Regions from separate parts of the Triticum aestivum genome. Here region 2 is linked to region 1. A link is a contact called in public Hi-C data. All regions are on one chromosome and are shown on one strand. Each heading gives the region's core, a stretch centred on a gene start, on an enhancer-like site or on the middle of the called end of the contact. The rest is flanking DNA. Distances are from core to core; before and after follow the strand shown. Region 1 holds the start of LOC123135734 (delta-1-pyrroline-5-carboxylate synthase 1). Region 2 holds the start of LOC123135747 (PRA1 family protein A1).

Evidence for each region. Hi-C and Micro-C count contacts between places; a contact is called where the count stands out from the background.
Region 2: a Hi-C map of leaf shows a contact between it and region 1, with 5 times the contacts expected there. The contact joins the promoter of LOC123135747 here to the promoter of LOC123135734 in region 1. A contact is called at or near these places in 2 of 5 Hi-C or Micro-C datasets (both in leaf).

The regions. Positions count from the first base shown.
Region 1 is chr1B:513,894,145-513,901,586 of IWGSC CS RefSeq v2.1, forward strand. It overlaps LOC123135734 (delta-1-pyrroline-5-carboxylate synthase 1), which reads right to left and starts at 3,580. Exons shown (of 20, transcript XM_044554929.1): 1 at 3,169-3,580; 2 at 2,410-2,481; 3 at 2,121-2,327; 4 at 1,870-2,031; 5 at 1,493-1,770; 6 at 935-1,085; 7 at 657-821; 8 at 457-534; 9 at 288-377; 10 at 93-179. The coding sequence starts at 3,228.
Region 2 is chr1B:514,427,683-514,434,565 of IWGSC CS RefSeq v2.1, forward strand. LOC123135747 (PRA1 family protein A1) reads left to right here and starts at 2,623. Exons shown (of 8, transcript XM_044554950.1): 1 at 2,623-2,989; 2 at 3,717-3,757; 3 at 3,837-3,915; 4 at 5,572-5,658; 5 at 5,744-5,832; 6 at 5,928-5,999; 7 at 6,087-6,208; 8 at 6,313-6,661. The coding sequence starts at 2,832. The coding sequence ends at 6,190.

The DNA of each region.
Region 1 (7,442 bases), core at 2,330-4,829:
TGTAAACAATGAATTGATATTTTATAAGGACACTAAAGGCTACAATAGTATACCATGCCAAAAGGAAGCTACTACATAGGAAAAGACAATACCTTATGCAATATTGCGTTTGATCTCATTGCTTCTTTTCCACCTTTTAGGAGAAGACCATTACCACTTCGAATGGCTAAAGACGCAATCTAAACAATGGTGTTCAAACCAAGCTGCTTAATATACTTGAGTACAAACCAAATGCAAGCATGTGGATTATAGAAAAATAATTAAAGTAGATCAACAACAAACAATACCTGGACTAAGGCATCAGGTCGGGACTCAAAAATAATCAATAGAACACCCAAAGGGCAAGATGTTTTCTCAAGAACTAAACCATCAGCAACCTGAAAAAATAAACCGATGCGTTCAAACATGGAAGCTTTTCCCAGAGTTCCAATGTGTAGTTCAAATATAAGCACTCACCTCTGTCCTTTTCAGTATCTCGTTAATAGGGTCTTCCATATTCGCAAGAGTGCGAACAGATTTGGCAAGGCTTGCTATCTACAAATGATGAATATAAGCTGGATCAACCAATAAATAATATCCAAAAATGAAAAGAAGCAAGTGTCACCTATCTAACAAATCAATTTAGTTCTAACAAGCAAGACTATCCAACTGCCTACCTTTCCTGGTTTCAGAGTCAATCTAGAAACCAAAGCACTCTCATACCCAGCCTCATGTGCTGCTGCTAAATCTGCTTCATTCTCGGATCTAATTAAATCCTCATTTGCCTCTAAAGCATCCGCAACATCTAACAATATTTTCTTGCGCTCCTCTGATGACAAATTCTGTTTCAAGTATCCATACAATATAGAATCAGTATCAAGAACCAGGCAAAAAAGGGCGAAAAGACAGTATGGACTGTTCAATGAGCAGGAAATTTGTACGAGAAAAAATATACCTGTAGACGCCTTGAACAATCCCGTGCAGCAACAGCCATTTCACGGACACTGGTCTCCTTGGATGGTTCCCACAAACTTGCATTTTTATGAAAAAGAGTACCAATTTTTTCCCCACGGAGAACTTTAACAAGGCTCTGAGATGCACATCCACTTCAAGAACAGTAAATAAGTCAAATTACTCTGCCATTCACCGGGAAAACAAAAATAGCTTGCAAAAAATGGAGTTTACTACTCATTATTTGGGTTCGAAGCATTGGTAGCTCTTTAAGAAAAAAACAGAAATGCACATCCACTTCAAGAACAATAATTTCAGACCATGTTCAGACAGTAAGCATCACAAGAAAAATTACAATAGCATGCAGGGTGCATGGGTCTCAAAAGCAAATACATTTTCCGCAGAGTTCTCATGGTGTTATAATCAGAACTGTTCATCATTAATATAATGTGTGAAGTATATGATGCGCAAATAAATACCATAGAATGTGTGAAGTATATATATGAGCAATGCTAGGCATCAATATTTCACATGCAATAAAAAAGGCAAATATTCAACTTACCTTGTAATAACAACAGGTACACCACCCGTTGAAGCCCACACAGCAGCTTGGACTTTAGCTGTCATGCCACCTCTACCAACACGGGACTTGTCTCCAAAAGTAATTTCATGATAATGTTTTTCCTTGATATAAGTATGTATTAACTTTGATGAAGGTTCACTTGGTGGACCGCTGTAGAGGCCATCCACATCACTAAGCAGAACAAGGAGATCAGCTTTCAGTTCCAATGCCAGTAGACCTGCCAAACTGTCATTATCCCAGAATATACCAGATGAATCCTGTAACAGAATTGTTGTTGATGAACATCAGAATGAAAATGACCTGTACAGGTAAGCGCAATATCGCTATTACAGGGTAATGTATTGTACAATACGCACCTCGTATGGAGCCTTCCTCGTACTGATGGCATCATTTTCATTAAATATTGGAATAACTCTAAGCTCTAATAATGACTCGACAGTTTCGCGGAGTCGCTCCCGGAAATTTGAATTGTCGAAGTCACTATCTGTCACAAGAAGTTGTGATGATGACACATCAAGCTGCAACATGAGAGGTTTGATGTTACAAACAGACACACAAGGTACCAATTTCTTCCAAGTAAAGTTGATGCCAGGCGAAATAAACACACTTGGGTAAACAACATGTCATAGAGTGCCATCAGCCCACTCTGACCAACAGCAGCGCACGCCTTTCCATCCAGCTCCATCTGTGGCTTTTGCAGATCAGCAAAGCTGCTATTGACAAGCTTCCGGTACCTGAGCCGCTGTCGCCCCACACCGACAGCGCCCGAGGTGACCATAATCACCTCATATCCTTGAGCATTAAGATCCTTGACCTACATTGCCATTTAGCTGATTCAGGATTCGCCTCAGACTGCATATATACAGAGTAGAGAAGGTCGGAGATGAGAATGTTACCTGCTCGCACAGGGCTCCAATCCTGCCCAAAGCCAGTCTTCCATCATTTCTGGTGATAACTGCAGTGCCCACCTGTCATGCAAAAAAAAAGGAATTAATAGAAAATACAAGTGACAGGGACCAGAATTCCATCTACTGTCCTGTGTTGCATCTTTGACTAGATACCTTAAGCGTATCTACCCAGAATGGACCACTTTGAGACGAGCCAGCAAAACTGACAAAGGTACTGTTCTGTTTTCCAAACATAACAAGGAAACACAGTTCTACCCTTTACACCATAGATTTCCATGAAAACACGTATCTGAGCAAATGAATTCGCGAACTAAAGAGGTCCTCCCATTTAACGAAATTTGAGAAATATCCCAAAATTCCTCTCTGCCTTTCTATCATCCATTTCCATCTGATACAAATCACCTTTTCCCATCTGACGCGAATCACCTTTCCCCTGAAGCTGTTCCGATGCCTGGTTACGAAAGGCCCCAAACATCCTGGGCACCTCAAAAGTTTATTGATGACAAGAACGCTGCCATCAACGCGTCACATAGTTAAAACCCAAACCCCAGGCATAACCCCTCCGTCCCCCCGTCCCCGTGACCATTCATCCTAACAGCCCGAACAAATCACGAGAACTCTACACAATTACTCCTCGATTCGATGCAGAGACGACCTCATAGAGACGCAGCAATGGGACGCAGAGCAGCAGCTTAGATCTAGCAGAGACGGGCTGATTAATTAGTCAAACACAAACAGACAAATCACCTTGATGATGATGCGCTTCACGTCCTTCATGAAGCTCCGGTTGGGGTCGGCGCCGGCCATGGCCGCGGGCGGTGTGGGCTGGCTGGCTCGGCGCGCCGCCTCTCCCTGTCTCGCTCGCTCGCCCCTCCCTCTCTCTTATCTGCAGTGTATTTTCCTCGTCGCCGCAGCCGCGATGTGTGGGGAGGTCAGAAAAGGGAGGGATAGAGCCGAGCGGTTTTAAAGGGCGAGGGGCGCAGAAACCCCAGCGGCTCGCCAACGAACCCCGTGATCCTCTGCGTCCGCCGCCGCCGCCACCCCGTGCCCCGTTGGCGTGCGTGCGTGCGTGCCGCGCGCGTCACCCAACTTCGACGGAGGAGACGCGGGGCGGATGGCCGTCCGATCTCTCGTGGGATGGAGCGCACGATGCAGCACGTACTACTACAGGTTTGGTAGGTCGCTGGAGCATATCTCCTGACCGAGAGATGGCGTGTATCTCCTGGAGTATATCTCTTCGGGGTTCAGGTTCGGGTCGACACCTGACACTTGTTTATCGCGATTAATCTAGAACCTATAGACATGTTTGGGGCACCGGGAAAAGGACGATCCCAACTGGATTCAGCTGCTGCCCCTTAAAAAAAACTGGATTCAGCTGCCTTGAGGGACCCGTAGGCTGTCATCGCCGACTAGCGCCACTCCGCCCTCTACTTATCCTTGATCCACTTGTGAATACCCTCCCTCCCGCCCCAACTTCGACGAGGGCCGCATTGCTGCTGCCAACACGCCTTACCAGTCCCGCTAGTAGTCAAAGCATGGGGCGTGCTGCTCTACGGTCTCAACTTCCTTGCCGGCATTGATCGGCACATGTGGGAAAAGACAGCACTCGTCGGCTTCATAAAGAAATTGGCATCGCAAGGGCACAACATAAGTGTTCAACATGCCCATGGGCACTGGATGGGAGCCGGTGGAGCGAAGCTGGTTGAACCTCAGTGTGTATTTTGGCATCTCCTACAATGGGCCCCGCGTGCCCTCGACTGATGCGAAGCTAGGCGGTTAGCGGGCCCGGGCCGAGCTCTCCGTGTTGTTGCCAAGACCGGGTGCAAGAAGTTGATGTTGATCCAAATGGCCATTGTGCCCCTCAGCCACAAAGAGGGTCGCGTCGAGAAAGAGTCGTGCGATAGGGCATGAGAGTACTCCCATTGGGTCGAGGAGGATGCGCTCTGTAATCAAGGCTGAATCAACTGTCGACTCGGAGAGCCTTCCCGCCACCCTCCGCTACTTTGACCGCATGTTTGACGACCACCTTGGTTGAAATGATGACGCGCTCATGCTGCCCTTAAAAATGTGGCCTTCTCGACATTAGAGTATGGGACATCCTGCTCTACGGTCCCAACTTCCTTGACGGCATTGATCGGCGTGAGTAGAAGAAGCTGACATTCGACGGTTTCATAAGGAATTCGGCTTCGCAAGGGCGCAGGCGCACAACATACAAGTACAACATGTTTGACATGCCCATGGACAATCACGGGGTGAAAACTGATGGAGGAGATGATGGAGCGAGAGTAGCTGAACCTTGGTGAGGACTTTGGCATCTCCTTGGGGGGGGGGGTGTCCCTTCCCATGTGCCCTCAACTGATGGTAAGCTAGGCGGTTAACGAACTTGGGGTTGGGCTCTCCACATTGTCGCCAAGATCGGGTACAAGAAGTCAAAGTTGATCTAGATGACATTGTGCCCCTCGGCATCTGGTGGCATGACGTTGTTGCCATCACCCAAATGGGCTCGATCAAGAACACCTCCTTCATGCTCACAATAATGTCACACATTACCCGTATGCCACCACAGATCAGCGCCAACTAGGTGAACAAGGCCGCCACCTGAAGGTTCATGCGCTCTCTTCACCAACATGCAGCCAACCGCGCAATTAGAGTAACTATATGAGAGTGGCCATATCGGGTAGATCGCCATAATAACGGCTTGTATGGGGATTGCCGCCAAAATGAGCGGTCTAGCAGAGTCTTCATACACCCCTCGGACTGCATAATTTATGGAGGCCGCTGCAAACTAAGCGTGCGAGTCTCCATATTTGGGGCTGCGGAACGCTGATATAGAATGGCCTCAAAAAGCAATCGCTCACATGGGAGGGAAGTTCCAGTGCAGCCTCTTCTTTCATGCGTCGCTTGGTCAATGTCGTTGTCGTCTATAAGACTGTCGCTTACCCCCTCACAATGGCGCACCCGATTTTCTATCGGGGAGAGCGACAATTAATGGATGTCGTCGCTTTTCTCACCCTTTTCCCAACCCGGCACGCCAAATCCGGGCCCTTTTTTTGGCAGAGCGTGCCCATTTGCATGTATATAATTTTGGCCACCCTGCTCGGCGACGCCACTCCACCCCTATCTCCCCTTCCTCGCCGCTGCCACACTCACTCCCATCGCACCCCTTCGCATGCGCCAGACCGCCACCTATAACATCCCTTCCCCGTCGCCACATTCAACCCCATCGACCATGTCACAGTGTTCATGCCCATTCGTGTGTATACAAATCTGGCCACCCTGCTCGGCGACGCCGCTCCACCCCTATCTCTCCTTCCTCGCTGCCGCCACACTCATTCCATCGCACCCTTTTGCATGCACCACTCTGCCACCTATATCATCCCTTTCCCGTCGCCACATTCAACCCCGTCGACCATGTCGAAACGTTCGTGCCCTTCTCACGGACTGCCTGAGAGAAATTCGTGGAAAGGGTGTGAGACTACTCCCAATGGGTCGAGAAGCACGCGCTATATAAGGTTTGGTCAACCATTGGCTCAGAGTTCCTCCCCATCGTCCTCTGCTACTTTGCCCGTAGTGCGGTCGACCGTCTTAACTAAATGGATGTCATACTCACGCCGACCTTCAAAATTTTGGTCTTCTCCCACATCAAGGCGCCCATGCACTTGTCGACTGTGTGGTCGCGGAAGTCATGGCAGCGAAGCCTCCGTCGTCTGCGAGGTCACTTCCAAACAGAAGAAGGGCATGGAGTTCAAATTCTAACAAAGAGTCGTAAATGGTTGTTGAACTTATAGTTGTAACTTTTGTTGAAATCCATTAGAAAAACTTTTATTGTTGAGATGGAAAAGGAAGATATTTTTTTTGCAAGAAAAAAAATGAAGAGATCTTGTAGGCAATGACAAATGGATCATGTATGAACAAAATTGAATGCTTGGTTTCATGACCAATCTAATTTTTTTGAGTTGGAATTTGGGGTTCTTTATTCAACGAAAGCACGCCTAGCACAGTCAGCCATAAGGCTACCGACTAGGAACAGAGGTACATCATCAGTCCAAGCCTCGGTCACTTGCAACGAACAAGCTCGCTTAGCACAAAGGTGAGCCGAAAGATTGGAAGATCTAGGAACATGTTGAATAACAAAATAACTAAAACTAGAAGATAAATCCCAAATTTCCAGAAGGATAGGTGCCACAACAGAACGGGAATTGTGGCGAGTGTTCCAGAGGTCTACCAACCTCCAGGCAGTCCATCTCCATGACGACGTTGGTCCATCCTCTTAGTTTTGCAAGAATAATGCCATCGCACAAAGATAGCGCTTCGGCAATCAGAGGGTCTGTGACACCGTCGTGAGGCTTGCACCAGGTGTCGGTGTCAAAACCGGCGAATCTCGGGTAGAGGGTCCCGAACTGTGCGTCTAAGGTTGATGGTAACAGGAGGCGGGGGACACGATATTTACCCAGGTTCGGGCCCTCCCTATGGAGGTAATACCCTACTTCTTGGTTGATTGATCTTGATGAATATGAGTATTACAAGAGTTGATCTACCACGAGATCGTAATGGCTAAAACCCTAGAAGTCTAGCATGTATGATTATGATTGCCTATATAGACTAAGCCCTCCGGTTTATATAGACACCGGAGGGGACTAGGGTTGTACAAAGTCGGTTACAGAGAAAGGAATCTTCATATCCGGGCGCAAGCTTGCCTTCCACGCCAAGGAGAGTCCCATCCGGACACAGGTGAGAGTCTTCGGTCTTGTATCTTCACAGCCCATCAGTCCAGCCCACGTCAATAGGCCGGACGCTCGAGGACCCCTTAATCTAGGACTCCCTCAGTAGCCCCCAAACCAGTCTTTCAATGATGATGTGTTCGGCGCGTAGATTGTCTTTGGCATTGCAAGGCGGGTTCCTCCTCTGATTACTTCAAAGTGCCTGACTTAAAGAGCAGTATTTGGCTTTCCATTTAATGTCGCGTCCATCGGCTTCGACAGCTTCATGACTTCAGCTTCCACGTGTCGAGCGAATATGAG
Region 2 (6,883 bases), core at 1,373-3,872, 530 kb after region 1:
AGCATGTTGCTTTTTAAGTCAAGTGTTGAAGGGGCTACAAAGGTATCAAACTTACTGGATGTATATTGCAGGGCTTCTAGGCAGAGGATTAATCATGAGAAATCATCTATATTCTTTAGTAAGGGCTGCAACCAAAGTATGAGAGATAATATCAAGCAGAGTGATAGGTATTTGGGAATGCCAACAGATGTCGTCCAGTCAAAGATGGGTACTTTCAAATATTTGAGAGATAGACTTTGGGAGAAGGTAAGGGGATGGATGGAGAAACTATTGTCAACAGCAGGAAAAGAGGTCTTGATTAAGTCTGTTGCTCAAGCCATCCCAGTTTATTCCATGGCTTGCTTTAGATTACCCAGAGGCTTGTGTGACAACATCACCTCTATCATTAGACAGTTTTGGTGGGGAAGTAAGCAGGGTAAGATGAAACCATGTTGGGTCTCGTGGGACGTTATGACAAAACCAAAATATCTTGGTGTCATGGGTTTCAGAGACATAGAGATCTTCAATCTATCATTGCTCGCACGATAGGCATGGAGAATGCTTTAGGAGCCCAACTCCCTTAGTGCAAGAATACTAAAAGCTGTCTATTTCCCACTTCATTATTTCCTAGATGCAGACCTTGGTGGTAAACCATCTCAGATATGGCGTGCTATAATTCATGGCAGATAGATATTGAAACATGGCATCATTAGGCGCATTGGGAATGGATCTACAACAAACATATGGGAGACCAACTGGTTGCCTAGGGTTGGACCAATGCAGCCGATCACTTCACTAGTCCCAAACCCTCCAACAATGATTTTTGAGCTGATCGACAACACAACGGCATCCTGTAAATAAGATGTGATTTAGGCCACGTTTTTACCCTTTGACGCAGACACCATCTTGTCGATACCCTTGTGTACGAGGGTGGTAGAGGATTTTTGGGCATGGTCCAACGAGAGAAATGGGCATTTCTCAGTGAAATTGGCTTATCATATGATCATGAATACAAATGAGCACAGAGAGAATTGGATGGATGTTAATGCAGGCAATTCAGCAACGAGCATGATGAGCAAGGCATGGACAGAGCTATGGCACATAAAGGTCCCGTCCAAGCTCATGGTTTTCCTGTGGCACCTGGAGCGACACTCGATGCCAACGCCAGAGGTTTTACATCACCGCCACATGTTGGACACACACTTGTGTGCATTATGCGGATGCGAGGACTCATGGAGGCATGCCCTGCTGGAGTGTACCATGTGTAGATGCATTTGGGCCCTTTCTAATGAGGCTCTGACAGAGAAGGTAAGCCAAAACCTGGAGGTTAATGCAAAAAACTGGCTGTTTTCGATGCACGACGAGCTACCATCGAAGGATTTTGTCTTGCTGGTTGTTACACTTTGGGTTGTTTGGCGAGCAAGGAAAAAGGCCATTTATGAGGATATCTTCTAGAGTCCTATAACAACAAACCTGTTCGTCTAGTCTTATTTGTCAGATATTTACGCCCTGGACAAGCCGAGCAACAACGCAAGGGGTCAACCTATGGTCCGACCTACGCATTGGATTTCGCCAGATCAATGTTGATGCTGCGGTTGCACGGGGCCGAGGAGTAGCAGCAGCTATTTGCCGCAACAAAGAAGGAGTTTTCCAGGGGGCATCCGCCATTGTCCTCAGGAACATAGCTGATCCTCCCACGATTGAAGCCTTAGCTATTCGAGAGGCACTAGCACTCGCCGAAGACCTCAATATCCAGAGCATACATGTTGCCTCGGACTGCAAGGTGGTGGTTGACGATATCAAGCAGAAGCACTTGTCGAGTTATGGAGCAATTTTACATGAAATCATAGATCAGAGTCACTCTTTTCAGAGATGTAATTTTGTTCACGAGTTTAGGAGCTCGAATTTCGAGGCTCACAATTTAGCAAAGCATGTTTTACGTTTGGGGGTGGGCCGCCATGTTTGGTTAGGACACCCTGATGATCTTTCTTTCATGCCTGTAAACTTGATTTTTGGTTAAATAAAGCTTCGTGAGATTGTCTAAAAAAAAGGCTATGACTCTCACTAGCTGGTGGCTTGCGCCATAGGCGGGACTACTCGAGGACATGGGCTTGATTCGCTGTGTTGTGTATTTTTCACATGAATTATCCTTCTCGCCGTTTTCCTACGTGTGGGACCGAATAGTCATAGAGATGCAGGGTGTTTCACTTTTTTTTCACCAAATTTAGTACCGATTCAGTTTTTCTTTTGCAAACATGTGATGCTTCAGTCACGAACAGTGGTACCATGTTGGCACGCCACATAGAAGCTTCCTACGTATACAAACTGGAGTTGCACCGTATTTGCATCGCGAGACAGGTTGAAGCATCAGTTTCACGTATTTTTCAATTTTAAGCACCAAAGTGATCATCCTGTTCAACCTGATGTATCATCGGTGTATTTGCCTCTCTTTTTTTTTAGGAAGGAGGAGATAAATATGCTGCTGCCTTTACAGTTGATAAATATGCTCTTTTTTTATACGCTCTTTGTTAGGGGAAAAGAAACGAGACCTCACTCTGTCGGGCCGACGGATGGTGGCCCAGTAGCATAGCCCAACAGTCCCTTAACGCGCTCCCAAAGGGCAAACGCATCTCTGCTGTCCTCTGACCTCTCCTCTCCTCCTCCTCTCCGGACACGGCAAAGCTTCCTTCCCAAAATCCCCAAATCGAAGCGAAGCCGAGGAAACTCTCCCCCGCACGACCCAACAGCCCCCGTCCCCGCCTCGACCCGCCGTCCGCCTCGCCCGCCCGCCCGCCCGCCAGGTTTCGGTTCCCCCGCTAGCCGAGGCCCCGGGGCGGATTGGATCGCCGGCGATGGACTGGAGCGCGGTGACGGCGGAGGACCTGGTGGCCGCGCTGCGGGAGGTGGACTGGTCCACGCCGCCGCGCCCCGTCCCCGAGTTCTTCTCCCGCTTCACCGTCCCCCGCTCCTACTCCAAGTGGACCAGCCGCCTCAAGTGCAACCTCTACTAGTACGATCCGCCTCCTCCCCCGCTCTAACTCGTCTTACCGTTTCCGGCGGCCGCATCCACGATTTGTCTGCCAACTCGGCTGGCCGATACAAGTTTGGGCGAATTCGCTAGGGATTTGTGCTCGTGTGGCGAGGTTTCGACTGGCTCCACGGGATCTGTGCGTGTTTTGAGTTGATTGGTGAACGGATAGGGTCATCAGTGTTTCCTCGCAATGGAATAGCGTAGGACTCATGCGTGTGCTTCAGACTCCTGATAGCCCTTCTGTTAGTGTAGATAAATCTCTCAAGATCTTCAGAATATATTTATCAACAGTGCTAAGAGGTTTGAATAGAGAATTCGATGAGCGCAGATGTACATGTCAATTGTATACTGTGATGTTAGTCGCTAAGAGTGTGCACAGGAGTAGCAGGTAGCTTGGTTCCCATGTAGTTTCACTACTTACGTTGAAGGCATCGTGTTGGATATTTCTTGCTGCCATGGATCTGTGAGATGAGAGCAAGGCTCCAATTTTTCACTTAAAACATGTGGAATTCTGATTCTAGATGCACAGTTATATAAATATGTTCTCGATTCAACTTAGGTGAGCTGGTGATTGAAAAAATGGACAATTGTTCTGATAAATATTAACTAGTTAGCATTGTGAAGTTCATTTTGAAGGCATGGTTTGCAAGGTTTCGTTTTTGTCGTGTACTGAAGTTCTTTTTTTAATTTTTTGTTTGGTCTGCAGCTACAGGACAAACTACTTCATCTTGATCATGTTCATTCTTGGTAAGCAATGAAAGATTTGAAGATTATTTATCTTCCTGTTTTTTGGTTGATTTTGACATGCTGCCATTTGTATACGAAGGGTTGGGTTTCCTTTGGAAGCCAGTTGCTATTCTTGCAGCTTTTATGACCGGATTCAGCATTGCATTTCTTAATGACAGGTATGCAAGTACTTAACTAATACTCCCTTCATTAGGAATTACTTGTTGCTCTGTATCTAGCACTAAAATACGTCTAGATACATCCGTTTGAGCGACAAGTAATTCCGGACGGAGGAAGTAGTTTTTAATTGCATTGCGCTTGTAACTTGGTTCTGTTGAGATCGTTTTTCAGTTTGTTATGTTAAAATGCGCTCTTTAGCATGACTAACTAAGATAGTACATGAGGGAACGGCCTTTGTAAATTACATTATGCTATGTGCTTCAGTCACAACAGATTAGTCATCTATCATGATCACCAGATGCTCCCTTGTTTTTTATGTATAAAATTGCATAAACCTGCACAAAAAAATGTAGCCAAAGGGACAATTTGCTCATTAATCATTATATAAATAGTTGCAGTTTGCAGGGTTATTAAGCTATTTTTCTCTTATGGAGAGGTGAATATGCAAGTTATTGGCTATAATGGACTTGGCAGCTAGCATTTTATTTTATTTTAGGATAAATCAATCAAGGGTACATTTTCATGTACATGGTGCTAACATTGGAACCTTAACAGCTTCCTAATTCGATCGTACACCATTGTTTATGTAGGACGTTGGAACAAATTGTACGCTAGCTCCATGCTTGTTATTATGCTAACAATTTATGGGTGCTCCATTTTGGCCAGTGAACCAGAGAGCACATCATTAGATTCTTAGACTTGGGTAATTGACCAGTTGCTGCATTGCATATAGTTCCTTTGCTCTAGACCTAAATGTTACCTTTTGAAACATAAGCTATATGCAATATTCGTATAAATTTCACAGAATATAGCACAGTATTGCAGTACTGCTTTACTGTTCAGAATGTGGTGTCCTTTGACACAGTGGAGCAAATCAGGGGCATGCTTTTATCAAGTTATTTCCTTCCTACCATCATATGATATGCTTGTCAACTGCCAAGCATCTTAGATTGCAGTGTTTTTACGCACTAGTTAGGGGCCAGACATCCTAGTTATTATTCAAATATATGATCTCTTCAGAAAGTTATGATTAGATCCTCTTATGTAAGAGAGGGTGTGTACTCATCTATGACGAGCCAAGCAATTAATAAAGAAGTCTTGTTCCTAATCTCTTGCTGCCTTATCTACTCCCATCACCTCCTTCTTGCCTCTTGAGCCTAGTCTCATCTACCTTGTGATGTGCGACCATTACATGCAGCAGCCGAGTAGGATAAAAATATATATGATATATACAGGTATAAAGCAACTTAGGTTTTACCACTGTTTTTGAGTCGCGTGACTAGTCATTGACAAGTCGCGCGACTAGTTGTCGACAAGTCGCACTGCCAGATGTCGACTCAACTTGTCGACTAGTCGATCGGCCAGGCACGACTCGTCAAGAGTCGCTACCCCAGAACAACTTGTCGACTCGAAAACCTTGGGTTCTACAGAATTGGGCCATAGTTGTATTGGAATAATGCATACAACCGTCACAAGTATGAAGGATTATTAAATAAAGTAGTTGTAGCCTTTTAGGGTTGTTTTCCCCTTGTATCTATTTGTGGTTCACAGTTCTTAAATCATTATAAGTTTCTCCATTTATAAACTGTTAATAATTGATTTACAAAGTGTTCGAGTGGTGATTAATTAACTAACTATCATGTGTGATGATGCAGCTTTGCTGTTACTTTTAATGAGAAAGTCACAAGAACTGTCAGACAGTTCTCACCACATTTAGCTGCAAAGATGAGACCACCGATAACGTAAGGAGCACTACTCTAGTTTCTAATATTTCTTTATTTATTTTATCATGGGTTACTATCACAGTGTTGTTAATACCTTTTGCAGCCCTGTTATTCGTGGCCGACCAAGCTCAAAGAGATCAATTCATATTTGTGGGCGGCCTCGCTGGTTGTTTGTCCTTTTATTTTCGGCAGGTGAGCAGAACTAACCATCCATCGTATAACCCTATGTAACATACCATACCACATAGTTTCGAAAAACTTGAACTAAGCGTTTTTCATGTTTGCAGTTAGCTGCATGCTCTGGTTGACCTCATGCAGTCTCCTCACAGTTCTATGGGCACTTCTCATTGCTCTGCTTAGTAAGGACGGTGTAGAGTCCTTTATTTAATTTTTGGAGATATATTTTTTCTTGGAATGTCCTTATTAATTTGTCTTTCTGTTGGCAGCAACGGTACTTCATGCCAGCTTCAGAACACCTAATTTGAAAGCACGCCTGAATACGTTCAGAGAGGAATTCCGAGCAGTTTGGCGGAATTATAGTGAGCTCTAGAGCTCCCTCAGTTTCAAGGTAAGTTCCTTAATGCCTGTTTAGGACAAGCATAGGTCTGTTTTTATACCAAAACCATTTGCATGCACTCATTTTCCTGTGTGTATGTATGTATGTATGTTCAGGTGATAAGATGTGCTTAGTGCTGAAGCTTCCCTGCTGTCTGTGCATTGTGTCTCTGGGAGATGAACAAAGGTGATATGCAGTTGTGATCACTGGCTCATTTGGAGGTGGACCAGGACTGACTGTAGGTGATGCTACGTCTCGCTCCGCAGTCCACCGAATCACAGTAGTTGTTCCTTTGGACCTCTCCCTATAACCAAAGCTTTGGAGGAAGAACAGCATGTAAAGGATGTAAACAAAGTATTCTAATCTAGACAAAAAGCATATGTTGTTTGTTGATACGCCTGCTTCATGCTCTGTCTATACTTTGAAAAACCGTTCTGGATATATTATCAGCTAAGCTTCGATTTAGCCTTCCTCGTGACTTGAATATGTTGATATTTTCGAATGTTAGATGGATCCAGTGGATCAGTTATACGTTAGAATCGGTTCTGTTAGCCATCACCGTGTATCTCAAAGGACGTTAAGAGTATCCTAGTGACTTGTCATAAGATGTACGCGTTTATATTACGATGAGAGCACCCAATTGTACATGCCCTAGCTTGCAATATCTATCCCATATATAGCAGTATC